Linked DNA regions of Sus scrofa: region 1 is linked to region 2. A link is a contact called in public HiChIP or PLAC-seq data. All regions are on one chromosome and are shown on one strand. Each heading gives the region's core, a stretch centred on a gene start, on an enhancer-like site or on the middle of the called end of the contact. The rest is flanking DNA. Distances are from core to core; before and after follow the strand shown.

The links. HiChIP or PLAC-seq counts read pairs in DNA pulled down with a chosen protein or histone mark.
Region 1: an H3K27ac HiChIP or PLAC-seq map of alveolar macrophages shows a contact between it and region 2. The contact joins the promoter of KIAA0141 here to the promoter of FCHSD1 in region 2. A contact is called at or near these places in 1 of 5 promoter capture datasets (fetal skeletal muscle) and 1 of 2 datasets of contacts at active chromatin or transcription factors (alveolar macrophages).

What each region holds. Positions count from the first base shown.
Region 1 is chr2:143,526,262-143,529,866 of Sscrofa11.1, reverse strand. KIAA0141 (death ligand signal enhancer) reads right to left here and starts at 2,002. Exons shown (of 12, transcript XM_021084941.1): 1 at 1-2,002.
Region 2 is chr2:143,299,785-143,303,357 of Sscrofa11.1, reverse strand. FCHSD1 (F-BAR and double SH3 domains protein 1) reads left to right here and starts at 1,437. Exons shown (of 20, transcript XM_005661768.3): 1 at 1,437-1,534; 2 at 1,767-1,864; 3 at 2,459-2,504; 4 at 2,882-2,949; 5 at 3,276-3,411; 6 at 3,498-3,573. The coding sequence starts at 1,514. LOC106509593 (a long non-coding RNA gene) reads right to left here and starts at 1,341. Exons shown (of 2, transcript XR_002341950.1): 1 at 654-1,341; 2 at 1-123.

The DNA of each region.
Region 1 (3,605 bases), core at 753-3,252, 230 kb before region 2:
ACGGGGGTGTGGGTCCCGTCTCCCGTGGAAGCGGTGGCCTGTGCTGCCCGCACAGGGACGAGGGGGTCGCGCCGAGGCGGGGGGGGTGGGTCGCAAGTGGCGAAGCTGAACAGCCTCAGAAGCAGAACCACTGAGAAGTGGGGCGGGAGCGGCCGCGGAGATGCGGGAGGGCGTTGCAGACGCCGTAGAGACGAGAGGGGGAGCATCTTCCCCGGGCCCTGAGGCTAGAGGAGGTGGGAGACACCAGGCCAGTGGCTGGAGGAGAGGAGCGTCAGGGACCGACGGAGGAAGCCGGTGGTCCGAGCTTTCCGCCCGAGGCAGTCGGCCTGGGGATGCAGCCCCAGGCCCGACTGGATAGGCGAGGAAAAACTGCGGGCGGGGTTCGGACTTGGGGGCTCCAGCTGCGGCTCACCACGGAGCCCCCGCTGAGCCCTTCTGCTGTCTGGGCCTCAGTCTGTCCCATAACAGGGTCAGATGGAGTGATCTCACTGGTCCTTCCTGGTTGGACAAGAACAGCTTGAATGGCCGCTTTCAAAATACCTACGAGGAGACTGGCCCCCTCCACACACACACACACCCCCCCCCGCGTGTTAATCAGAGCTCTCACCTTTAGACCCAGCCGGTGTTATCTGTGTGTCCTTTTGTTGAGCAAAGAATGGGACCTCTCACCACACTTGAGTCCATGAAATAAAGGAGCTCAAATTCAAAGTAAGCTTACACTTTCTCCTGGGTATGTGACTTCCACGTTGGTGGACGTCTATCTGGGGTACCTAGGTTTAGGCCCAGGCATATGTATGACAGGTGTAATGATTTGATCCAACAATTTTGAGCCATATGTCAGCCACCATCCTGGAATCCTGAGAAGACTGATGAGCAAAGAGCATTTGTGGTCCAGTGTCCTAAGAGTGGCCTCCAGAGTTCCACAAATGGTTTGAAGCCCAGCTTTCTTACTTTCTCGTTTGGTATTTTGGGACACCTAACCTTTTTAAAGCCTCAGGTTCTTCATGTATAAAACAGGAGAAATAACATCTCGTGCAATTATGAGGCTTAAAGAACACATTTAAAATGTTTAGCATGGTTTCTGGCACACAGTAAGAGCCTAATAAATGTAATTTGCTATTAATTGCAGTGGTGAAGGAGCTGCGTAGGCAAAGGGCATAGATAGGTTCCAAGAGAAGCGTGAGCACTGGGTGAAGGGACACCACGGAAGCGTTCATAAAAGCACCCGCATTTGAGCTGAACCTTTAAATATGAGCAAGAGGTCACTAGGGTTGTGAACTGCCAGCAGAAGAAACTGAATAAATAAAGGACCGGAAGTGTGAATACTGGGAAACTTCAGAAATACTCTTGTTTGGGGATTTGGGGCAGCCACCTCTCACACTCCTTGTGTGACTGCCTCAGAATCCAATAACACACATGCTGGTTCGACTCTCTTCTTGGTAGCACTTCTGCGCCCTCCCTCATGTCGCCTGTCTGCAGGCGATGTCATTTCTCAAGGCTTGGCCACACCCAGTTTCTCCGCAATGCCTCTCCAGTTGTTTGCTCTCCACTTTGCCCTGTTCCTGTAGCACCTGATTGCTTAGCACACAGTTGGGCAGTGATGACATGTCCTGTTACTTAATCATCTCATTTGGGTGACTCTCATCTCCCAGGTCTCCCTGAGGGCAGGGATGGCGGTTTCCCACTTGGCATCCCGCACGAGGCTGGACACCGTCAGCCCCCACCGTAGAGGTTCAGGCAACACCCGTTGGCTCGGCTGGACAGATGCCTTTGTGCTGATGATTATTGTGGACAAGACACCCGACCTCAGTCGTGGGATGTATTGATTTGCGTGGAAATGTATTCATTCCACGCATACTGAGGGCCCGCCAGTGTTTAAAGTGAGTTGAAAAATTTTGAAGACAATGTCTATTCTTAAATGGAAGATGGCATATTCCGATGTCTCTTTTCCCTCGAAGCCTTTTGAACGCTAACGGAGCACTGGAGTGAGGGCGTTTCACGAGGGCCGCTGGAGTCCTCCCTGCACCCTCGATGACCTGTTCAGTGCCACCAGAGAGATGACAACTTTGTTGCCTTGCCTTTCACTTGGCCTGAATTTCCAGGCCTGAACCATTAGCCATTCTCTTCTGCTCCCAAGGTTGCTCTGTGTTGCTGGCTTTCAGCCCAACGTCCATCGGACTAAATCCCTCTACAAAGGCACGCTGGCTAACTTACATCGGAACTTAGTGCCCAGACGCCCAGTTAATCACCTTTTGTTGACGCCATCGTGTACTAGAGAGTGTTTCTAGACATTTGTTGTTGCCTTCGTTTTGAGACCTTCTTAATTTGCATTCATCACATCTATAAGAGCTTATTCGGTGCTGGAGAATGTCCTGAGTATAGAGCAATTTTTTTTACATGATACAAAACATGGACGTGGTCCCTGCCTTCATGAAGAAGATTGTCTAGCAGAGCAGCCACCCTCAGTGGACAATTAAAATCCAGAATGATCCTTCAGTTATATATCGAAGCGTACCAAACATTCCAAATTTTGTGGCTTAAAACAAGCATTTTGTTATGACGTCACAATTCTGTGAATTGACCAGGCTCAGCTGGGTACCTGTGCCGGTCTCACTTGTGGTTTGTCATGAGGTGGCAGCTGGAGTCATATGAAACCTTGACCAGGCCTCTTTCTTTCTCCATGTTGTCCCAGGGCCCTTCCAGCTGGATAGGTGGACTTCTTAAACAGTGGCGCAGAGCTTTTAAAAGTTCAAAAGTGGAAACGGCCAGGCTTCTTCAGGCCTAGGCCTGGAACCCACAGCATGTCACTTCTCCCGCACTCTGTCAGGTAGAGCAATTCCCAGGGTCATCTCAGACTCAGTGTCGTGGGGAAAGACACAAGGGCACCAATACTGGGGGGGGTGTGATTTAAAGTATGGGGTGCTATAGGAACACCCAGAGGAGGCTCATAACCTAGATGTGGAAGTCAGGAAGACTGCCTGGAAGCGGCGACTGCTAACTGATGAACCTGAGTGATGAGACCTGGGAAGGGAAAATACACTTCGGGCAGGGGAAACAGCTGGTGAAAGAGCCAGGGAGGCAAAGAAAGCAAAATCTAAGATCAGTATGGGGAGTTCCCCCTATGGCACAGGGGCTTAAAGATCTGGCATTGTCTCTGTGGAGGCATGAGTTTGATTTCCAGCCCAGTGCAATGGGTTAAAGGACCCAGTGTTGCCGGAGCTGTAGTGTAGGTTGCAGCGGAAGCTCGGATTCAATCCCTGGCCTGGGAACTTCCATATACTGTGGATGTGGCCAAAAAAAAAAAAAAAAAAAGGGTCAGCAAGGCTATAGCTAGGGCAGGGGACAGTGGAGGGGGTGACATAGGATTGCAGCCCTTTACTCTAGAGAGCTAATGGGGCAGGATCATAAAATCTTATATGGCGCCACCCCGTGTCTGGACCCTGTCCTGAAGACGTGAAACATACCAGAAGGAATGAGGGGGCATGATCAGGCCAGAAGGATCCTGAAAGCCTATCGGCTGCTGTGGGGGGATGGTTTGGAGAGGGTCATGCCCTCATTTGCACCCTGTCCCTTCTAACCAGGGACCTGACCTTCATCACTGAGAA
Region 2 (3,573 bases), core at 188-2,687:
CTCAGTGGGTTAACAATCCGGCGTTGCCGTGAGCTGTGGTGTAGGTTGCAGACGCGGCTTGGATCCTGCGTTGCTGTGGCTCTGGCGTAGGCTGGCAGCTGCAGTTCCGATTAGATCCCTAGCCTGGGAGCAGCCCAAGAAATGGCAAAAAGACAAAAAAAAAAAAAAAAAAAAGACATTTTTTAGAAATAGAATCTATAGGGCTTGCTGATGGGTGGGATGTGGGGGTAGGAGGAAGGGCACCCTGAATCTGGATTTCCCACCTTCCTAGCTGGATGGAGAGTGGGTGTCATTTAGTGTGTGACGGGGGGAGGTGATAGGAAGGATCGGGTTGAGGGAGTCATTTTTAAAAGTTTGAGGTACCTGGGAGTTCCCGTCGTGGCTCAGTGGTTAATGAATCCGACTAGGAACCATGAGGTTGCAGGTTCGATCCCTGGCTTTGCTCAGTGGGTTAAGGATCCAGCGTTGCCATGAGCTGTGGTGTGGGTTGTAGACGCATCTCAGACCCCACATTGCTGTCGCTCTGGCATAGGCGGGTGGCTACAGCTCCGATTAGACCCCTAGCCTGAGAACCTCCAGATGCCACAGGTGCGGCCCTAGAAAAGACAAAAAGACCAAAAATAAATAAACAGATAAATAAAAGTTTGAGGTACCTGTTTAGATATACAAGTGGAAGTGTCAGCGAGCTGCTGGAAATGCGCTTCTGGAGTTTGGGGCCATAGAGAGCAGCCTTTTACAACTCCAGGGTGTGGGGAGGAGGCGCAGGCCATGGACAGGTGAGGAGTGAGCAAACGGGGCACCGATCCTCAGAAAACAGGGCTGGGTGTGCAGGTCCTGGGTGCAGAAACTCCAGAGCAGACCCTAAAGGTGACAGGGGCTTTAGGGGCCGCAAGTCCCCCGTCTCAACTCCGAGTTCACGCCCACTCATTGTTTCATTTCTGTTGGCCTGGGATGTACCTGTCTTTTCCTCTGGTACTGATTCCTTCTGGTTCCAGGCATGTTTCTCACCCTTGCTCGCGCTGGCTTTTCCAGTTTGGTGGGAATTGGGAAAACGTCTGGGACCAGCCCAGTTTCCCACATCGGACGCATCTTCGCTCAGGCATCCAGTGATTCAGTTTCCCTGGTCACAGGTTGAGTTCCACGCCATCCTTCCTCCTTCGCGCCGGGGATTGGTGATCTGCATATGTAAATAAGTGATTAGAAATAATTACGGGCTGAGTCAACAGCTCCACTAGAAATAGAACCCAGGCGTCTTGACACAGAAACCTGGGGTTCACCCCACTGCCGAGCTGACGCGGCGTCCACCCGGCAGCGCGGACCCTTTCCGGGGTAGTCGCAGCCTAGCAGAGATTCAGTTCCTCTGCGGCCCCCTAGCGCTTCGCAGACCTGCGAGAAGCCGGATCAGACGGGGGCGGGACGAGGGCGGGGCCGCGCCGGGCCCGGGGCGGGGCTTATATGTAGGCGGGGCTTCCTCGAGTTCCGGAGTCGAGTCGCTGCCTGGGCCGGAGCGGAGATGCAGCCGCCGCCCCGAAAAGTAAGCTTGGCCTGGCAACGGGGACTCCTGGCAGGCTGGGGGAATGGTGGGGACCAAGGGGGCACTAGGCCCGCGGTGGGGGACGAGGCGTGGGAAGGGGTCAGGGGCCAGTCCCGAAGTAACCGAGGAAAGAGCCCAGCTCCTCCCTGGCCCCGCCCCCTCACCGCTCCCCGCGCGCGGTGTTTTTCAGGTCTCCGCGCCTGGGGTCTTCATCCTCTTTTTACTCCCACAGGTGAAGCCCGCCCAGGAGGTGAAGCTTCGCTTCCTGGAGCAGCTGAGCATCCTGCAGACCCGGCAGCAGAGGGAGGCGGATCTGCTGGAGGACATCAGGTAGCCCCAACCCCCTCTCCACACCCCGACTTTATCTGTCTTAAGCTCCGCCTCTTCAACGCACCACAGCTATCCGGGCGGGCTGGGGTGAAAAGCTCTCCAACCTGCCCATTTACGGCCTTCACCCTAGGCCCGCCTCTCCAGATTCTGGATAGGAATCATCCTTCCAGGTCCACCCCAACACACATAAACGCACGGGGGACCCACCCTCAAGCCCCTTGACGCCACACTCCTCTTCCCAGCCCCCCAAATCAAGCTTAGGGCAGAATCCCTCCTCCCTCTTCCAGACCTGTTGGAAGGCTGGCGGACACTGTTCCCAGGCCCCTGCCAGGCCTTACCTCCAAGCCCACGGATGGTTCCCCGCGGGTGGGGAGGATCCAGCGAGGCTCTGAGCAGTGAGGTGAGGTTGTCCTGGCTGCGGCTGCCCGAGGTGAACTCAAGGACTTTCTCTCTTCCGTCTCAGGCCCTCCTGGTGTGGTCACACTCCAGGCCTGGCTCCCCTCTCCCGACTGCCCAGGCCGAGGAGAGGCTCCAGGGTGGGAGATAAGGACTGAAACAGTAACACCACCCCCCTCCCTCTGCTAATCTCCACAGATCCTACAGCAAGCAGAGGGCAGCCATTGAACGGGAGTATGGGCAGGTATGGGACTCCTTTCTCTGGACCTTCCTCCCCTGGGTTCTAGCCTCCCCCGCACCACCTGCATCTCCACACATACCCCTCTTCTGGTCAAAAGCTAACGCCTAGGGTCAGGAAGATGGGTGTCAAATTCCTATTGTGCTACTTCTCAGCTGTGTGACCTTGGACAAGTGACTTAACCTTTCTTGGCCTCAATTTCTTTCTCTGTAAAATGGGAATAATCCTAATCGTACCTTCATGCAGGGTTGCTGTAAGGATGGAGTAAGTTAATGCGTGAAAAGCCCTTAGCACAGTGAGTGGCATTGTGTTCTGATCCTGTATTCTCCCTGTTGGGGAGAGTCTTTGAAAGGGAACTGGGTCTGTCCTGACTTGCCCACCAGGCACTCCAGAAACTGGCTGGGCCATACCTCAAGAGGGAAGGACACCGGAGTGGGGAGATGGACAGCAGGTGGGTCCCATGGTGTGGTCGTGGGCGGGGAGGCCAGGGGGCCAAGACCGGGTGAGGAGCTCAACCCCAGGAACCTATGGGGAGGGCACAGAAGCTGCAGGTAGAGCTGACACAGCAGCGGGAGAGCAGCTGACCGAGCAAGGACAGTGTAGGTGGGGGTGGAGGGCAGGAGGGATCCTGTGGCTGAGCTAATGGGCGGATCGATTGATGGGCTCGCAGACGAGGGGGAGGGGCAAGCAGTCTCTCTCCCATGATGGGGGGGGGGTGTCTCGTGAAGCTTTGGAGTGCTCCCCTCCTCAACACAGACCTTCTCTGGGGAGAGGCAGGATGGTGTTTGGTGCCTGGCGCTGCCTGCTGGATGCCACCATGGCTGGGGGCCAAGCCCGGCTCCAGGCGTCTGACCGATACCGGGACCTGGCCGGGGGCACAGGGCGGAGTGCCAAGGAGCAGGTGCTTAGGAAGGTATGGCTCAGTGGATGGGGTGAAGGAAGAGTTCCGTCAGGCCTGGGGGTGATCTGGATCAGGACTTCGTGTGTCCACGCCCCTAGGGAGCCGAGAACCTCCAGAGGGCACAGGCCGAGGTGCTAGAGTCTGTGCGGGAGCTGAGCCGAAGTCGGAAGCTGT